2 separate regions of the Rattus norvegicus genome follow, and region 1 is linked to region 2. Evidence: chromatin contacts called from public Hi-C data. All regions are on one chromosome and are shown on one strand. The core of a region is the stretch at or near the end of the contact, and the rest is flanking DNA. Distances in the headings are between cores, read along the strand shown.

Region 1 (5,417 bases), core at 2,314-4,813, 43 kb before region 2:
GTCCTCGAGCTTGCAAGACAAGTGCTTTACCAACTGAGCCATCTTCCTAGCCACTGCCTAGTTTTAATATCAAGGTTTAAGTAGAGCAGGGGCTCCCTGTGTTTCTAACTTGCTCTTTAAGGTTCCGGGATAAGTTTGATGCATGATCCCTGAAAAGCCCAGTGCAATGACACAGCATTGCCAATACCACTTAGAGTGACCAACATAGAAGGTTGGTATTACCTACTTACAAAAAAATAAAAAATAAAAAATACCAGCACCAACATTCCCAAATCAAAATCATTCTCAGCAGACATGGTTTTATTAGATTACATCTAACAACTTCATATATTAGGACAATTCACCAGGTACCTAGGAATACATTTTCTAAGAATATTACATCAAGGTATCTGCTAGAGAGGTAAATTGCTTAAGTTTAAGCACTATAGAAGTATTTATTAAGATTTTTTTAATCCACGCCGAATGCAAATACTACCTGTTAAAAATTCCCTGGATAAAATTATCAGGCCAGAGGCTCTCCACTAGACTGTGTGTACAAGGTACCCATAATTGAATTCTGAAGAACATATTAGCTCATCCCACATCCCTGAGGAATTGGGACGGCCTTCTATAATTAAGACATATCTCCTGGTTAGATTCGTTAACTTGAAAAGAGCATCACCCCTCTCTCCCACTTAGCTGAGTGTCAGGGTATATGGATCTGCCCTAATTGGACAATGGAGAATTATCTTCACTTGCATTTTTGCCTAAGAATATATTTCCCTAACTCTTGTGATTCTAAATGGTTATCAAAGGTCAATTAGGGAAATCGATATTCATAAATAATTTCTTCAAAGACACTCTGTTCGTCCACCTAATGATCTGAACTGAATTCTTAGCAAATCAGAAACACACATGCTGCCAACCTAGACAAAACTCCAACAGCACTATTTTCAGGGTGTGTAACATTTAGGCATGTAGTATAAAATCAACTAATAGTAACGGAGGGTGATTCTTACAAGAGCTTACTGTTTATGTAATCATATCCACCTCTTACAATGACCTTTAAATGAGTGAAATTATTTCTCTTTACTTAGAGGTAAGAAAACTGAGTTCAAAGAGGTCACATAATTGTAAGATATAAAACCAGGACATCAACCTGATTCTAGAACCTTTAAATTTAACCATTCTAGCCTATGCCTTCCCTAAAATAATGATTGAAGGAGCCCCTTCTCCAACCCTCAATAAAACCTTATGGAATGACTTTATTGTTTACCCAGTCCAGAAAAACCATGATAAAGGATGCCTCTGGGAAAAGCCAGAAACATTGAGGGGTCTGTTTCTATAAAGCAGCCAAACAGACTGAAACAAATGCTTTCCATCACTGGACTTGACTCCAGATACATGACTCTCAAAGGTCTTTAGAATTTTGTTCTCAAACTGGAATTCTAAAAGGGAGAGTATCAGAAGCCCACACCTGAACCCCGTGAATGACCAGCTATCTCCAAAGTAGGGCTGTCCACCTCAGAGAGACTCATCACAAAAGATTCCAGCAGCAGAGGGTAGGGTGGCTGGGATATGCTTCGGCAAGACAGTGCCAGTCAGCCTGAAGTTAGAGTCTTGATTTCAGAGGGTCAATAATAAAGTTAGTCATGAAACTGCTCAAATTTGTTCAAGCCAAAGGTAACTTTATTGATTCATGAATCTGGAAAGTTCAAGTACAGGTTTTATTCCAGAAAAGAACTGATTCTGAGCACAGTGTAGTCAGTGCTCCATCACTCTGGGTTGCCCAAAAAAAGACTTGCACAATGATTCCAGTTGACATGCAACATGGACAGAAACATTTCACAAAGCCACACCCATATATGAAGAGCTAGAGGTAATCAGCTGCTGAGAAAAGGACAATCCGTTTTCTTCAGGGATAGACCTCCTGATAGATTATCCAGTCTCAAGTGTTCAACAAAATACAAGAAACACTAAATGTAATCAGTAAGATGGATTACTGATAGATGATAGATAGATAGATAGATAGATAGATAGATAGATGGATGGATGGATGGATGGATGGATGGATGGATGGATAGATAGATAGATAGATAGATAGATAGATAGATAGATAGATGTGTATGTGCATATAAGGCTAATTATAAGACATCATGAATTCGAGGGAGAATTGGGGGGGATAGTAGAGGATTTGAAGAGGGAGGGATAGAAAGGATATAAGTACACCATTCAATATGACATTCTGAAACAAAAACAATAAAAAATTATTCTCCTTTCTGTGCATCTGGTTTCTCATCTGTGTGAGGGAGAAGGATTATGTCTAAAAATTTTTTAATTAAATACACATACACACACCGTGGGTAAGTCAGGTTCTCTTTGATAAAGAGTAGTGGGATGCACATGCTGGAAGCCTTACATTTAAATTCCATGCTCTAGTGCTGAGGACCACAGAGCAGAGAAGTGAAAGGCCATATTCACAAAACAGATCTACAACATCTGCTGGGGTTAAAAGGTTCATAAGGAGGGACAAGGGAGAGAATGTAATCCCAGGAGGTGCCTCAGGACTCACAACAGTCAGTCAAGGGCCACAGCTGCGGCTTGATAAACACATCACCGTGTGTTTCATACTTCAGTGCCCGCCAGTTCAAAACATTGGGGCTGAATACCCTACCAACATAGACTGCATTGATCTGTTCTGGAGATAGCACAAAGTCCCACATGTTCACATCTCCAATGTCTCCCACCAAAGACTGATTCGCGTCAAAGCCACCGCCATACGAGTCCTGCTCCTGCCCCAAGATGATGCTTGCATTTGTCCCCACAATGTAGCCCTTCTGCAGACTTTTCCGCACCCTGGGTTTCCCGTCAAGCCAAAGCTCTACAATTCCTGTAGCAGACTCCCAGGTGGCACAGATGTGTGTTGGTACCTCAGGAATTTCTGAAGCACTGAACAGTATTTCAGGCCCACCTACTGCAATACTAAACCCTTGACCCCTAGTCCAAAACAGAAGAATCTCGTTAAAGCTCGTCTTGGTAGCGTAAGAGAAGATGCTGAAGCTTCGGCTCACATCAGCGTGGGCATAGAGACACACAGTGAAGGCTTCCAGTGGCTTCTTTGACTCTGCTTCCAGGGACACATAGGCAGTAGCTGACACTCCGGGAAATACGAAGGCCTGTTTAGACATGTCTGTGAGACAGAAAACCAACAAAGTGAGTAGTTTCTCAGATAATGAAGACGTATCCTCCCTTACAAGTAGGGTTTGGGATCAAGAGACATCTGACCCTCTCCCAGGTTCCTTATGGAACACAGCTATACCTGATCCTGATCCTTGAATTCCTCATGTAAAATATTAGGCTCCCATCGTCCTCCCCTAGGGAAAAAAAAAACTTTATAATAGCTCCTACCTTCATGACCAAAAGCCTGAGAGAAGCTTATCGTGATCAGAAGACACCATAGTAGCTTCTCCATGGCTGTCGACTCTGCTGGGATCCGGACTAAGAGGACAGAGCTCTGTCTGAAAGATCAAGGGCAAGAAGTCCTGGATCCCCTGCCTCAGGCACAGCCCATCCTTAGATTTATAACTGTAGCAGATGGAGAGGCTGAACCACTTTGTAAATGATTTCCTAACACTGCCTCTTGGGGTAAACATCAGACCACTGGGAGGAAGGGAAGCAAAAAAAAAAAAAAAAAAAAAAAAACATTCTAGAACAGAGAAATCGATGTGGGTTATTTATTGCAAACTCCTGTGACCCCTGAATCACCAGTTTCTGTGTGACAGGAAAAATGAGAAACCTTCCCAAGGCTCCATTTTGCCTATCTATATTGAGAAAATAATGGGAAATTTTAGCTTAATAGATGAGCGCTCATGAGTGTGCATGCGATGGTTGAATCCCCAGGGTCTGCTAACCTCTTCTGGAAGCTGCTCCTTCCCATACTGGGAAATGAAGAAAACAAGTATTCCATTCCCAGAACCAAGAACAAACTTTCCCTGGCCAACTGCACAGACTTATCAGAGACCTTTGACTGAAGAGAACACCTGTCCTATCCCAAATGTACTATGGCTCAATCTCGTGAAACGGACTGGGTTTTTGTTTGTTTGTTGATTTGGTTTTTATTTTTTCTTTTTTTTAATGTGGAAGCATCAGGGAGAATTCAGAATGGTTAACATTTGCTTCTTTTGTCCAGAATCTAAGTGGTCCCTCCACACTGCCTAACAGTTAAGCAGTTTTCTGCTTACCTGAGTCTTCTAGTTGAATACCGTGCTCCTTCACCTTGTTCCTGAATCCCTCACAATCTCATTCATTCTTTCATTCCATTTATGAGTCACCCTCTAATTGAGAAATTAGAGGGAAAAATACTGTATCCCCTGAAGCAGAGAGCCATTCATTCAGTAATTCCGTTTTAAGATGGATGCATTCTCATCCTACCCAAGACTACTAGATTTCTCAGCCTCAGCTACAGGTCAGAAAAGAGACACTCTCTAGGCTGCACCTTTACAGTAAAGATTCATGACTTCCCTTTCATTCCTTTCTTGCCTTCTGGTGGGGGCTGATGAGAGAGAGAGAGAGAGAGCAATCACCTTCCCCATCTTCCCCATAACAAGCTGCAAGTAGAGGCTGGCACAGCAACTTAATAGGTTGAACCGGGGGTTGGGGATTTAGCTCAGTGGTAGAGCGCTTGCCTAGCAAGCGCAAGGCCCTGGGTTCGGTCCCCAGCTCCGAAAAAAAAGAAAAAAAAAATAGGTTGCACCAGTAAATGTTATCATAGAGCCATTGTTTCAACCCTTAAATATCATCTACCCAAATATTTTCTTGAAGAATATGCAAACTTATATTTTGTTAAGTCGCTGAAAATTGGTCATTCTCATATTGAAGCTTGGTTGCTACCACTCTGTATCTTTCCATCATAAAATCTACCTGCTTTTCTGACTCCTCATAAGAAATAAACAGTTGCACAATGCATCTAAGGTCAAACTTGCACCTTTGTAACAGGCCCAGATGGCCCAACACCCAATGAATGTTGCCACCAAGTGTTTCTTTCTGCTTTACGCATCATTAATTTCACCTTCATTCTATCATTTCCCCAAACGCCAAAACTATAATAAACATTGCATTTTAGAGAAAGAAGAGAAAGACAAAGGGAAAAAGAAGGAAGATAGAAAGGTTATTTGTAACCAAGACCTCCATTGTTCCAATCTCCCTCCTTAACTCAAGGATTTCTGGTTCTGACATCAATCACTGAAGAAGAAAACAACAACACTCTCTCTCTTTCTCTCTCTCCCTCTCTCCCAATAACCGATTTTTTTTCTGGGTTTTTTTTTTAATCTTATACAACACCTGACATTCGGCACAGTTCTTAACTCTTTCTAGAATTTTTAAACGTTGTTTTTAAAATGAACAAATGTAAAGGCCTTAAGAAGTGATTTCTGGCCCCT
Region 2 (5,452 bases), core at 230-2,729:
AGCATGCCCGCAGAGTATCTGATGCAGTGTTTCACAGGTGTTTGATGAATCAGAGCAAATGTTATTATTAGCTCGCCTATCTAAGGCGTGCCCCATCATCCTCCACTGTAAACACATTGCTTCCTCGTCGAAAGAACAGACTGCACAGCTAGAAAAGCGCCCAGGTAGAGTGGCCGAAATTCCATTTTAAGGGCAGAAAATTGGGCAACAATCCCAGCCTAATCTCCGGGCAGCTTCGTGAATCTGAAAGACAGCAAACTTCTGTATCTTTGCCCCCTCATCTGAAAGTCGAAGGTGTCGAACCTAATTCCAGATATAAAGGTCTCTGGTGGCTGTCTGATTACCTTGCTGCTAGAGAAAGATTGTCCTTCTCTGAGGACAGCCCCTTCCGAGATGACCAGATGTTGCCTCGTGTAGTAGTCCATGCTCTGCCTCTCACCCCCAATCCTGACTCTGATCTCTGGACTCTGCCCCAATGGCAGAAATGGACTGAGATCAGTAAGACCTGATACAAGCGCACCACTGACACCCACTCCCCCTGAGATCTGGGATAATGTGCTTACGTTATCCTAAGCCTCGGTTTTCTCCTCTGGAAAAGTACAAGAGTAATAATCACTTTGTGGGGTTTTTAATAAAGATTAAATGATATGTATATGGAAAATGATTTAAGAGCTGTACGGCGCTGTGCAATGTTAATACAGCAACCATGATTATTGGTGATTAATGTCATTGGAAGCCTATGGATAACAGCCCAAGAAGTTGGATTCTGAGTTGAACACTTGAGAGTCATCAATCTCAGCTCCCGCCCCTTGTGGATTTTGTGAGTTCCGTGGAATCAGGTAGAATGACATTGAACTTTGCTATAATCGGGTATTGATTCTGGTTTTCCTAACACAGAACAGAGGTTTGTTTAAACTTTTACTTAGAGGCAAGTGACAGGAACTGGTTTTAATGGTCCGGAAAAGTTTTCACCCCCATTAGCAATACCCTACCCACATGACCTGAGGTTTCCCTATTTCGAGAGGCAATTGCAGAATTTCTGGAGAGCTACCTTATACTAATGGTAACAAATCCATCAGTTGCTGGAAAGAACCGTGGGCCGGCTGCGGCATACCTCTACCCCAAAGCGTTGTGGGGCTTTTCCTCAGTACAGCAGCTTTCTGTGGTTGTAAGGAAGCTGTAGGAAAAGGCTAAAAGAAGCTGAGCGTGCCTGTGAGTTCCTCAGATGTGTCCTGACATGCCTGGCTACAGTGCTGGTGCAGTGTTACGAACCCCCTTCCAGAATTTTCTCCTGCGTACCAAAGGTGAAAAGCTATTTATTAATGAAAGGTTTTGAACAGTTACTTTAGGATGGACTTCCAGGTGTTAAGTTTCCTGAGCAGTCAGCCCTGTGAAAGCTTTCGTCCCTCTCTCCCTCCCACCCACGTCAGCCTCTTGCTCAATCCCCTCCCCCCTCTGACCTTCCTATCCACACCTGCAGATCACATGCCCCCAGACAGACAAGCCTGGACCCACAAACAGAAGAGTAAGCAACTACTCAAATGGTGTAACTGGAGACACACCGCAATCCCCACTGCCCAAAATATCTTCCCCACCAAATGCCATGGTGCCGAAAATTCCCAGGATTGAATTCACTGCTACTCAGAACTCCTCCCCTCACCTCGCCTTCTTTCCGAGTGTCTGCACGGTGTAAGCTCACTTTATTGTACTCTATGTGAGCCACGTACCACTGACGTATCACCCAAAGCCTACAGGATTCTCCCAGCAGTAAACCATCTCTATTGTCAGGGAAGAAAATCACAAAGCTTAATATGTACCCGCTTTAGGATATGCATTGCCCAATGCTTAAACACTCCTTCTATGACACCACTAATAATCTGAAAGGTCCAGCCCTCAGCTGAACCTTGTCAGCCTTTCCACTTCCATCCCATCCCCAAATGACTAGGCTCAGGGCTGCCCCCTACTGGAGGACCGCAGTGAGCTGAAGGCATGGGCATGAACTTCACCAGGCCTGAGATCTTGCTGCTCCTTACCTCTGTTCACCTGGAAAGTTGCTTTGAAGCTCTCCTCTTATGGAAAAGGCCACTGGTGAGCCTCCCAGCTCCATAGTCAGCCCCACTAGATGACCTCACACCACATACTGGCTTAATAAAGGCACACACACACACACACACACACACACACACACACACACACACGACAGGTCCTCATCCTCCGAAGTGGCTTAACACTTACCCACTGAGGTGAGGCTTCTGTTTTTAAAGAATGCCAAAGGAAGAATAAGATAAGACAGAGGAACCACATAGGTGATTTTTTTTCATCTTATTTTCTTACAAAACTGACTGGTTAATTCAGCTCTGAGCTTGCAAACAGCTACACAGAAAAGGTATTAACACAAAAGGACACTGTGTGTGGTAGCTCACATCTGTAACATCAGCATTAAGGAGGCTAGGGAAGGGCACCAGAGCAGGACTCCCAGACTAACCTAGGAAAGATGGCAAGGCCATCACAAAAATGAAACTTTTAATTCGTTTTCTAAAACAGCGTGAGGTGATCAGCACTTCCTGATATCCAACGTAAGTTGATGTGATGCACTTGACCCTCAAAGCTATCCAAGGAACCTAGGGTGGTAGCTCAGGCCAAGAAAACCAGCACTCAGGAGACTGAAGTAGAATTGTTTCCAGTTCAAGGCCAGTTGGGACTGTATAGAGAGTACTAGGACAGCCAAGACTACACAGCAAGACCTTTTCTCAGAAAATAAAAACCACACACCAAACAGAGATGAACGTTCCTGGGCTTCATAGATCCGTGTCCTGAACAGTTCTTTCACACGGGATCTGGCTGTCACTTCACAATAGCCTCAAAATGGTGGCATATAATAATACCAAGTATGTTAGGTCACCTCACTGGACTCGGCTAAGCAGTTCGCTCTCGGGGTCTGTTGGGAAGCCTCAATTGGACAATGTCTATGCCTAATATAACTTGAAGCTTGACTTGAAAAAGCTCAAACAGCCAGAGGCTACAACAGGGAGACCTCCCACCCCCAATACCGCTGAGTAACCTCTCCAAATAACTGTGTCGCCGTGATAGCCTCAGAAGAGCCAGAATCCTCATAAGGGTGCTTAGCTTGAGAGGGTGGGTGTCAGGGAAGCTTCATCGACCTTTCTGAGTTAACCTCCCAAGCCATTCCATCACCTCTGTCACATGCTACTTGCTAGAAACAAAACAACCAAGACCAGCTTCTATTCAAGGGAAGTCTAATTGTTCTTCAGACACTCTGTGGAGGAATGTCTAAGAGTGTGAGGACATGTTTTAAAGCTACCAAAAATGAGAAAGTAAGCACTGGCATGTCAATAAAATACTATTCTTGACAGCAATGGTAGCCTGTGCCTATGACCCTCAGACAATGAAGGCTGAAAACCAGCCTGGGTTACACAGTGACACCCTGTGTCAATAAAAGTAAAACCCAAGACTTTAGAATTCAAAACAACATGTGACTCTTTTGAAAACCAAATTAAGGGATATCCTAACGTAATCTAGGCACAAAACATAAAATGTCTAGAGTGATGCTGTCAAATATGGTATCTACTGGCATAATTGGGTATTTAAATTGGATTTCATTAATTGTAATTTGACTTTAGGTTAATTAAAGTTAACTAGTTACAATTAATTAACTGTAACTTAAATTTAGATTAATTTTAAAATGTCTTAATAAAAAAATTTCTGAAACCCATTCTGTTTCAACAGCCGATTTCATGGATACACACGCTTGGTTCTGTCATGTTGGGGACCACAAGTAGGAAACATCTCTCTCCGTTGCCAGGCTCTCCAGGGCAATGCAGATTAACAGTGATGAACCAACAACATCATCCTTCAGCTGTCCATCAGAACTGCTTCCCCACCCCTCACTGAGCTTCAGTAGGTACGAGGCAGGAGAGACATCTAACTAAAAACTGGACAAGAATACTCCATATTGTTGGTGAGGGAGAGCCCACACTTCTTAAGAATCAACCAAGCAAGCGGTAGGTTCACCTCCCTTAAGAAGAAGGGAGTCTCCTAGACAAGCCCCAAACAGCTGGCCAGCCCGCTTCCCTGTGGAGGTTTCCCGACTAAGGTGTGCTTTCAGCCAGCCTCCGAAAAGCTGTTTCCTTTAAAGAGTATAGAAAGAGAAAGTCAAAGGTGTGTGGTTCTTTCTTTCACTCCTTCACTCCACCAGCATTTATTGAACAGGAGTGTATGCTGTGTGGTTTGTGACTAAATAAAAATGTGAAATAGATTTACTAATTCTTCAGAACCCAAAATAGTCATGTGTTAATAATAAGCCCCCCCAAAAAAATCTACTTTTAAGTAAAATCCTTTTGTAGTAAAGACATTAAAGGAAAAAAAGGGTTGCAAAATGTACTGTGACATAGTTGAAACAATTAGCTTACCAGATATAATTACTAGATATTAGTCAATTAAATCATAAATGCTATCTGCCAAAAATGATGGTTTTTAAATTTAGGAATTCTGAATTCGAGCCATTCTATTTTCCAGTAAGATAAAAGGTCCATTTCTGGTTAGTGACAATAACATTATATCACCAGCATAGAGAATGGTTATTTTTATACTTCTTATAATAGGGGTGCATGCGGCTAGATCATGTCCAAGTTGTTTCAAATCATTAAGATACAAATTTCAAAAGAACTGGAAGAAGCAGAGTCAGAACGCTGTTCGGTTTTTTCAAAGACCAGACGGATAACTAGAATTGTTATCTGATCTATTGCCAGACCATTCCCAGAAACTCTTGTGGCCTCAGCTCAAATGGTGTACAAGAATAGTAATCTAGCAGCCCAGCCGTAATGAATGTTGCACTCCGTCACCCCCATAGCTGCTCCACCATTCTTACATCACTCTGGGCCTCCGGAGGCTGACTTGTATGAGATGCATCCACAGGTTCCCTTGCCCTCTCCCTTCTAGGGGAGTTCTGCCGAGGGGAAGCACCAGCAGGAGATTAGATGGCAGGAAACTAGAAGGTTAGAGTATCCATCCCTCCAGCTCCCTTCCTGCCAGGCCTCCATGGGTTGGCCGCATTCCTTAACTAAAGGCTATAGCTCCTGTCGGGCGATGTTCTTAATATAGTTCTGCTCTCTGATTTCCACTAATCCCCTACTCCCTTTGATCATTCAGGCCTGCGAGGTACAGTGTCTCCCTGCTATTAAAAGCCCTTGAAGGTTTTCCTCCAACCCGTCTGTAGCTTTGTGCATTGTTCTTCTCAAGTATTCAGCTTGTGTCAGAAACTGATTTCTGACAAACCCTGACACCCCACCAATTCATTAGCCGTTTCATACATGAAGACCAAAAATTACAAATTCAATTTATATGCAACCTTAGAGTTCCGAAAATACTTCTTAACACATCATAAAGAACAGGGTCACTGGCATAATGTTGTACCTAAATCCAGTGTGTTTGT

The links. A called contact is a pair of places that touch in the nucleus more often than the background predicts.
Region 1: a contact with region 2 is called in a Hi-C map of liver, with 10 times the contacts expected there. The contact joins the promoter of Crp here to the enhancer-like site in region 2. A contact is called at or near these places in 4 of 12 Hi-C or Micro-C datasets (hepatocytes, kidney and liver).

The regions. Positions count from the first base shown.
Region 1 is chr13:87,692,208-87,697,624 of GRCr8, reverse strand. Crp (C-reactive protein) reads right to left here and starts at 3,563. Exons shown (of 2, transcript NM_017096.4): 1 at 3,388-3,563; 2 at 1,647-3,169. The coding sequence starts at 3,451. The coding sequence ends at 2,541.
Region 2 is chr13:87,647,563-87,653,014 of GRCr8, reverse strand. No RefSeq gene overlaps it. Among named protein-coding and RNA genes, the nearest start is that of Dusp23, 18 kb to the right of the region's middle. Within about 2 kb of position 1,479, at least 4 of the 93 cell types and tissues checked have an H3K27ac peak or open chromatin away from gene starts, as enhancers often do. A contact at or near this core is called in hepatocytes and liver, where this site is marked.